Regions from separate parts of the Rattus norvegicus genome. Here region 1 is linked to region 2. A link is a contact called in public Hi-C data. All regions are on one chromosome and are shown on one strand. The core of a region is the stretch at or near the end of the contact, and the rest is flanking DNA. Distances in the headings are between cores, read along the strand shown. Region 1 overlaps Nrp1 (neuropilin 1). Region 2 overlaps Pard3 (par-3 family cell polarity regulator).

What was found. Hi-C and Micro-C count contacts between places; a contact is called where the count stands out from the background.
Region 1: a contact with region 2 is called in a Hi-C map of Schwann cells, with 4 times the contacts expected there. The contact joins two enhancer-like sites. A contact is called at or near these places in 5 of 12 Hi-C or Micro-C datasets (the A7r5 cell line, Schwann cells, frontal cortex and 2 more).

Annotation. Positions count from the first base shown.
Region 1 is chr19:73,388,466-73,392,060 of GRCr8, reverse strand. All of the region lies in intron 12 of Nrp1 (neuropilin 1), which reads right to left. Among named protein-coding and RNA genes, the nearest start is that of Nrp1, 130 kb to the right of the region's middle. Within about 2 kb of position 2,325, at least 5 of the 93 cell types and tissues checked have an H3K27ac peak or open chromatin away from gene starts, as enhancers often do. A contact at or near this core is called in Schwann cells, where this site is marked.
Region 2 is chr19:72,342,351-72,345,856 of GRCr8, reverse strand. It overlaps Pard3 (par-3 family cell polarity regulator), which reads right to left. Exons shown (of 25, transcript NM_031235.2): 20 at 2,038-2,269. Among named protein-coding and RNA genes, the nearest start is that of Pard3, 370 kb to the right of the region's middle. Within about 2 kb of position 1,691, at least 34 of the 93 cell types and tissues checked have an H3K27ac peak or open chromatin away from gene starts, as enhancers often do. A contact at or near this core is called in Schwann cells, where this site is marked.

The DNA.
Region 1 (3,595 bases), core at 1,076-3,575, 1.0 Mb before region 2:
GTAGACTCTACTAAGTCCTCCCAGGCCCATAAAGGGTGTTCTCAAACTTGCCACAAGAATAACCTTGATTACTCATTGTAGTTTCCTATTTATCCCCTCCGGGACCTCAGTGGGAACAGAATCTCTGGGAGAAAAGGCCTTGAAATAAATTATTTTCCAGAGCTTCTCAGATGAGTCTTTGACTCATTGGGTCTGGGAAACAGTGCTGTGCTGCTTTTTACTCAAAGGCATAAGAAGCCATTCTTTTCTTGAGTGTTTTTGCCACACAGACTCTAGTGCAGGTTATGGATCTTCTGTGTTACCATGCATATATACATAGATATGGTGTGGAAGCCAGGGGTCAGCATCGAGTGTTTTTCAAATTGATCTCCACATTACCTTAAATTATGTGTACTTTAAATGTACTGCTCTCTCTCTCTCTCTCTCTCTCTCTCTCTCTCTCTCTCTCTCTCTCTTTCTCTCTCTCTCTCTCTCGTGTGTGTGTGTCTGCCTCTCTTGTGTTGGGATTACCTGTACACACTGGCACATCTGACCTTTTACGTGTATCCTGGGATCCGAGCTCAGGTCCTCATGTAAGTGCATTATCCGCTAAGCTATCTCTCTAACCCCAAGGAATTGATCTTTATTCCACAGTATAAACCCTGGCCTACTTGGGTAGGGGTACAAACAGGCTGCAGGGTGTTCTGCCTCACTTCATGCAGATCTGTGATGATCTCTGTCCTTCCCTACAGCTCCATAGACCAGAATTCACACTAAATGTGCTGTGATACATTACAGAGGTGCAATATTTTGCTTTTGGTACACCTTGAGGTTTCCGAGCTGACCCTTTGCACTAGCATGTGCAAATGCTAAAGTCCCAGAGTGCAAATGCTAAAGGAGGATCACATGCACATGGCTTCCATGAAGTAAGTAGGCACTGGAAAGGAGGGATTAGGCACACTGAGAGTTAAGGGGTTTCTGATGGCAGGATTGGATGGAGGCCAGAATACATTAGCATACTGTTCCCAGTAGTCTGAGAGGAGAGGGATTCAAGGTGAACAGTCACTTTCATATCTGTTACACATGATCAGTTTTGTTACAGGCTGTAAGCTGAATTCCACTGTTGGGTCCTTCATGGCTCAAGGTGAAATTTCACCTCCCACTGCCTTTCAAAAGGGTTTGCAGTTGAGCAACTTCAGGAGTGAATCTTAACTTTGGCCAGAAAACATAGAGGCACAAGTTCTCCAGTCCCTAACACAGGACCCAGTTCACCTGAATGTCAGCATCATTTGTGAGTAATAGCATTGGCCTGGAATATTTGTACCCCTCTATATCCAGACATGTCATCCCAGGAGTATTTGAACAGATTCTGAATGTCCTTACTTACTCAAGAGAGAATCAACTTTTTTCTATACGCCCTGCTCTTGGAGTTCAAGTGAAAACACTCCTGCTGGCTTTTATTACACTGGGTACCCAAAGTTGATAGTTCTGGTTGTAAAGTCTCTCACAATTAGCCGAAAGGGTGATGTGAGTCTATGCTGACTAGATCAGTGGTTCTCAACCCTGTTAATGCTGTGACCTTCTAATACAGCACCTCATGTTGTGGTGACCCCAACCATAAAATTATTTTCATTGCTACTTCCTAACTGAGTCATAACGTAAATACTTTTGGAGTAGAGTTTTGTCACAGGGAAGGGGGCTCACAGGATGGAAACCACTGCTCTAGGGTCTTAGAGGTGCTTGGGTTAGGAGAGCGCAGGGCGTGTGTGTGTGTGTGTGTGTGTGTGTGTGTGTGTGTGTGTGTGTGTAACTTTTCCAGGAAAGGGCAGTGCTCACATAAAATCATTTTTTAAGAATCCAGTTACCTAACCTTTCATCTGTAAAACACTCACTCTCTGAGCTCACACTTGCCCCAGGCAGCTTTCTACACACAAAACCCATGCCTCCTAAACTCACACCTGACCCAATTAGCTCTCTATGTGTAAAACACACACACACACACACACACACACACACACACATTTTAGTTTTGACTTTAATATAACCAATGAAAATGAAGTATGAGAATGAATAGGATTTTGTGCTCTTGGTGGGCTGTGGGCTGCACATGGTCAGCCTCTGAGAGTCTAAGTATGGTCACAGATTTTTAGAATTGTTGAGACATAGTAGCCTAAGAAAATAACTATTTTCTTTCTTGCCATGGTAACTTTAAAATAAGAAGGATTTTTTTTCTCTCTACTGAAAAAACCATTTCAGCATTGTAGGTAAAACAAAACCTTGTCTTCTCAAGGGCTGTCACTGTTTCCACTCTGAATGACACATTTTCTGGGGTGCACAGCTTGCCTCATACGTGATTTGCTCCAGGCTAACAGCCTTGCCCTATTCATTCAAAGGCTCCAGTTTCAGTTGGCTCAGTCATGAACTAATGTAAAAATGAGAAGACCATTTGTTCGGATATGAGGAGTAAATCTCAGCCTTTGTTTCTAATCAATATTAACTGACCACTTTAGGGCTCATAAGGATAAGAGCCCTCCACACAGGGCAACTGAAAAGGATGTTCTGTGATACTGAAATGCCTCCTTTTTATGAGGGACTTCACTGAGGCTGTGTTGGGCTACAGAACCCTGAGGCTTACAGGCAACTTTGGGAAGATTATATGAGGTCTGTCTTGGGGATAGAACTCTTTTCTATATCAGCCACAGAACTTGTTGTCTGATGTGAAAATGCTTCTGCATTAATTGGAGAAACGCTTTATGGCTTGTGGTTATTCCTATCTAAGATTTGCACTGACAGCCCATAGCAATATGATGTGTCTTGGAAATTTAGAGGGCAACAGTTTCAAGTTGGTTAAGACTTAAATATAAACGTTCTTGTTAGCCGTGCTACATTTCTGGACTGATTTTTTTTTCCTTTTAACCTGCATTTTACTCTGGAGCCTAGAGCTCGTTCCTTCTTCCAGAGGAGAGATTTTGAAGTAATTGGAAATGAACCAAGGGACATTCCCTAAATTTTTTGCTCTAATGTGTTTAGCCATCAGCCTTGCAGTATTAGGAAATTACATGATAACACCTTCAATTTTGCTCATTAAAATTCACTATGGGAGCTCTGGGTCAAGGGGTTTGGGAAGACAGTTCAGCAAAGTACTTTCTGCACAACCTAAGAACCTTTGTTTCCCAGCACCCGCATAAAAAGTTATGTGCATGGAGCCCAAAAGAAAAAGCTGAAGTGAAAAGGGGGCACCACATGATCAGAATGAAAAGCAAGCTGGAGTGGAGGTGGAAAGCACCTACCAGAGGGCCTGTGCACCTAGTGCAAGTTAGTCCCACAGGCTTCTCCATTTTGCTACAACAGCCTGTGTCTGTGTAAAGGACAACAGCCTGAACTTGCTCTTCTTGTTCTGGCCTCTTGAAGCTAGGCATGCTGCTCAATGAGGGCCAGACTCCTTCCTATGTCAATCTTGGCTTTTCTCTCTTTGGCCTAGAGAGGACCCCATCCTCAGCGTTCCTGAGAAGCAGTGAACACCACCATCTGTTCAGGGCAAAGCTGAATCTATTCTCACATGTCACTCCAGGACCACTATGTCCAAGCACAACTGTCCTATGTGTATATGTTCTGA
Region 2 (3,506 bases), core at 442-2,941:
TCCAGGTGCCCATGAAAGTTTAAGTGCCCAGGATTGTCTTCCTAGCCGGTCTTAAGCACTGGGAGAATGTGAACTCCATTGTACAAAACAAAAACCTTTAGTGCCATTATGTATAATTTGACTTTCATAGTTTTATAGGCTTTTGAATTTCCAAGTGGGCCAACTTCTTTGTCTCGAAGCTGGCTCTCACTTCAGGCAAGCCCATGGGCTCAGGACGAGAGAAAACACTTCACGCAGTGCTTATATTACCATGGCGCTCAGCAGAGAGAGAGCCGCTCCTCAGGGCCCACATCCCCTCCACTAACCCTCAGTAGAAGAAGCCCTACCACTGGAGCTGCAAACTGCAGACAAAGAACACTTATAAGGTCGTCCTTCAAAGCTGGGACTTCATCTGCTATTTCCCCATGAAGGACAGGGCCCTGAACCTATCAGGTGATTTCTGGTGATGAAAGAACAAGAATCCACTGTTACTAGCGAGACCTTCAGGGGAGAGCTGTAGGCAGATGTACGGCCACAGGCCTGGGGCCCGGTCTCCTCCATCTTTGCTTGTCTAACCAAGATGTTACTGATAGGTGGCAGCCTCATTACTGTGCATTGTGCGGGTGCCAGCTCATGAGCCGCCGCTTGGCCAAAGTGGAACAAACCCCCTGCTTCCCGAGGTATCACAGGAGTTGGAATCGGGTGGTGGTTATGATTCCATCCTATAAATATGTATGGGCATGCAATATGCACTATAATGAAGAAAGATCATCAGGGAGGAAAAACACAGTCAGAAAGAACAGCATATTAACAAGGAAGAAGCATGAAAGGCTGCGAGGGTGCCAAGGTTCTGGGGAGGGGGGAGGGGAGAGGCGAACACACGTATTCTGTATATTACAGCTGAGCTGCCGACCGGCCGACACCGGTCAATGTGAGTCTCCGCTGTCATTCTTCCCCAGCCCTGACCCGTCGGACACCCACAGGACACACTGCTGTGAAAGCTGCAGAACATACCCTGTAGCCTTCAGGTTGAGGGCACCCTGAGGACTGTAACTCAAGAAATTCTAGGAAGACGAAATTCTCCCATTCCCATTTTGAGAACGGAAAGCAAACGAAAGGACTCACAAGGCAGGAGAACTCTATTTCGGAAAAAAAGAAGCAGAGGTTGTGTGTATGGTGCATTTTCAATTTTAGACATTTCCTTGTTGCGTTTGGGGCTTACTTGGTGGGCCATTCATCACCTCTGCATTTAATATCAGATATCCAAATCTTGTAAAAATCGCCCGAGATGAACATTGACAGGGATTTTTGGTGCAACTTCTGAAGAATCTGGTCTTTTTTTTTTTTTTTTTTAATTGTATCACAGCTATTTGTAAGAAATGATATGCTAAGTAATCCTGGAGTATAATTTAGGGACAAAACCAACTGTCAAGAAACAGCCAGAAACTACATCTAATGAAATCTTTACAGACTGAAGTAATAAGTATTAAATTAATCAACATAGCTTAATTGAAGCTCTATCTGTAACATTTTTTTTATTAGGCTGGTTATTAATGAGCCTTTAAATGCTACAACTAACTTGAGCTCTGTGTTAAATTTAAATAATGAACCATTGTTCCCACACAAAAAAAGAACAAACATCTCTTGAATAGGCCTTTCTCCAGAGGGCCTTTTGCAGGCAGTGGGAGGAAGAGAGGAAGAGAAGAGTCCATGGTTCCTCACCACTGTTGTGTGGTTGGCAGGACACCACAAGAAGGGCTGCTAAAATAGCTTGAAATAACCATGCTGAAATCCCTAAGGAAGCGCAAAGGCAGCAGCTAAGAGCAGAAAGGAGACAGGGATTTACATTTCACCTCAAAGATGTGCTTATTGTCAACCCCGGTTACTTAGTCATGTGCCACCTAGATGGACATACACACCAAAGACTGAGCTATAGCAGCTGGGCTTCTGTTGCTGCACCCTGTGATATTTGCACGTCGTGTTGAGAAGGCAGTCCATCCATCCAATTGCTGGGGAACTCCGCCCAGGACTGCCCCTGCTGTGTACTTGCATACTTACCTGAACATGTCCCCCAAGCCTTTCAGCATCCCCTTCTTGGCTTTCAGTTTATCCTTCTCCTTCTCTCGGTCTTTCTTCTTATCCTTTCCGGCTTTGTCCTTTTTCTTCTCTGCCTTGTCCCTCTTCTCTGGGTCTCCATTCATTTGTCTCTCCAGAGAATAGGAAGGCTGATCACTGGACGTGGACACGGACTCCCTCCCTGACCTTGAACTTTCTTCTGTGTCTTCTTCCACTTGAAGGAGGGGAGAGAAGGAGATAGGGAAGACAGTGAGCCTTGGTGACAAAGTGAGAACACTAAATTTCATCAGAAGGGTCATGTGATATGGTGATCTGGGTGCATAGGTCAGTCCTGCATGGACATGGGTCACCAGTGCAGGAGAGGAAAGACTTTCTGTCTGGGTGTGCAAACAGGGAGATGCTTTCACTGCTACAGAGTCTGCACAGCGAAGGAGAGTTAGGAAGACTCCAGGCCATGCAGACCCAGCAGGGTCCTGTGCTCTACATTTGCAAAGGGAAAACCAGCTAAGCCAACTGTACCTCCTCTGTGCTTCTTTCTCCTTGGCTAAAGACCCTGCAGATGTTCATGCACTCCTCTTTTATCTGCTGATCAACACCACTCGATAGCAACCACCAGGTCAGCGTGAGCTTCCAGCACCAAGCTTTCTGATACACTCACATGTGTGTTGCATTCAATAATAAAAATTGGCACCATCCCAAGCCAGCGACAGCTGGCTACTTTCTGGCCAGCAATCTACATCTGAGGCTTTAGGTTTCTGAAGACAACAGGTCTTCAGGTTCTCCTTATGTCATTACCCTGGGAGGCTAACACCATGTGTAAGCCTCAGTGAGAACCAAGCTTCTGTGGTAAGTGCTTTAGCAATCAGGCCACCTGCTCAGTGCTACTCTGAAACTGCAGAGGTAGAGGTTCTATGGGAACCAACAAGTCTGTAACTCATTCCTCCTGCTGTTACCCTTTGTGTTTGGCATTTGAAAGAGTGACAAACAGCTGCAAAGAATAACTATTAGAAATCACTTTTAGAGATCCGGCCATAAATGTACTTTCCAAATGCACACAGTCAAGACTGTGTGAGCTTTAAGTAACTCTTGAATGCCAAGATGGTTTCTTTCCGGATCCAACAAAGAGATCCATGTTCTTGGACTTGCAGCAATATGGAACTAAATATAATGACAAGGCTTTCTCTCAATGTTTTGGCCCGCAAATCAAGTCAATAGATCTTGATGTTTAGTTCAGTCTTACTTCCCTATCAGCCACAGGGCACCAAGGCAGTGAGATAAGAACTAAGAGTCTAAGATCATAGAGGACATCCTAGCACATCAGATCTCAGCTGTTATATCTCACAAATCTGAGATTAATCGATGAACTGATGACACAGCCTTGCCAAAGGAACACCATTCTGCATTGTTTTAAAGATGCCCACTGTTGAGTAGAAGGACAAAAACCAAGGAGA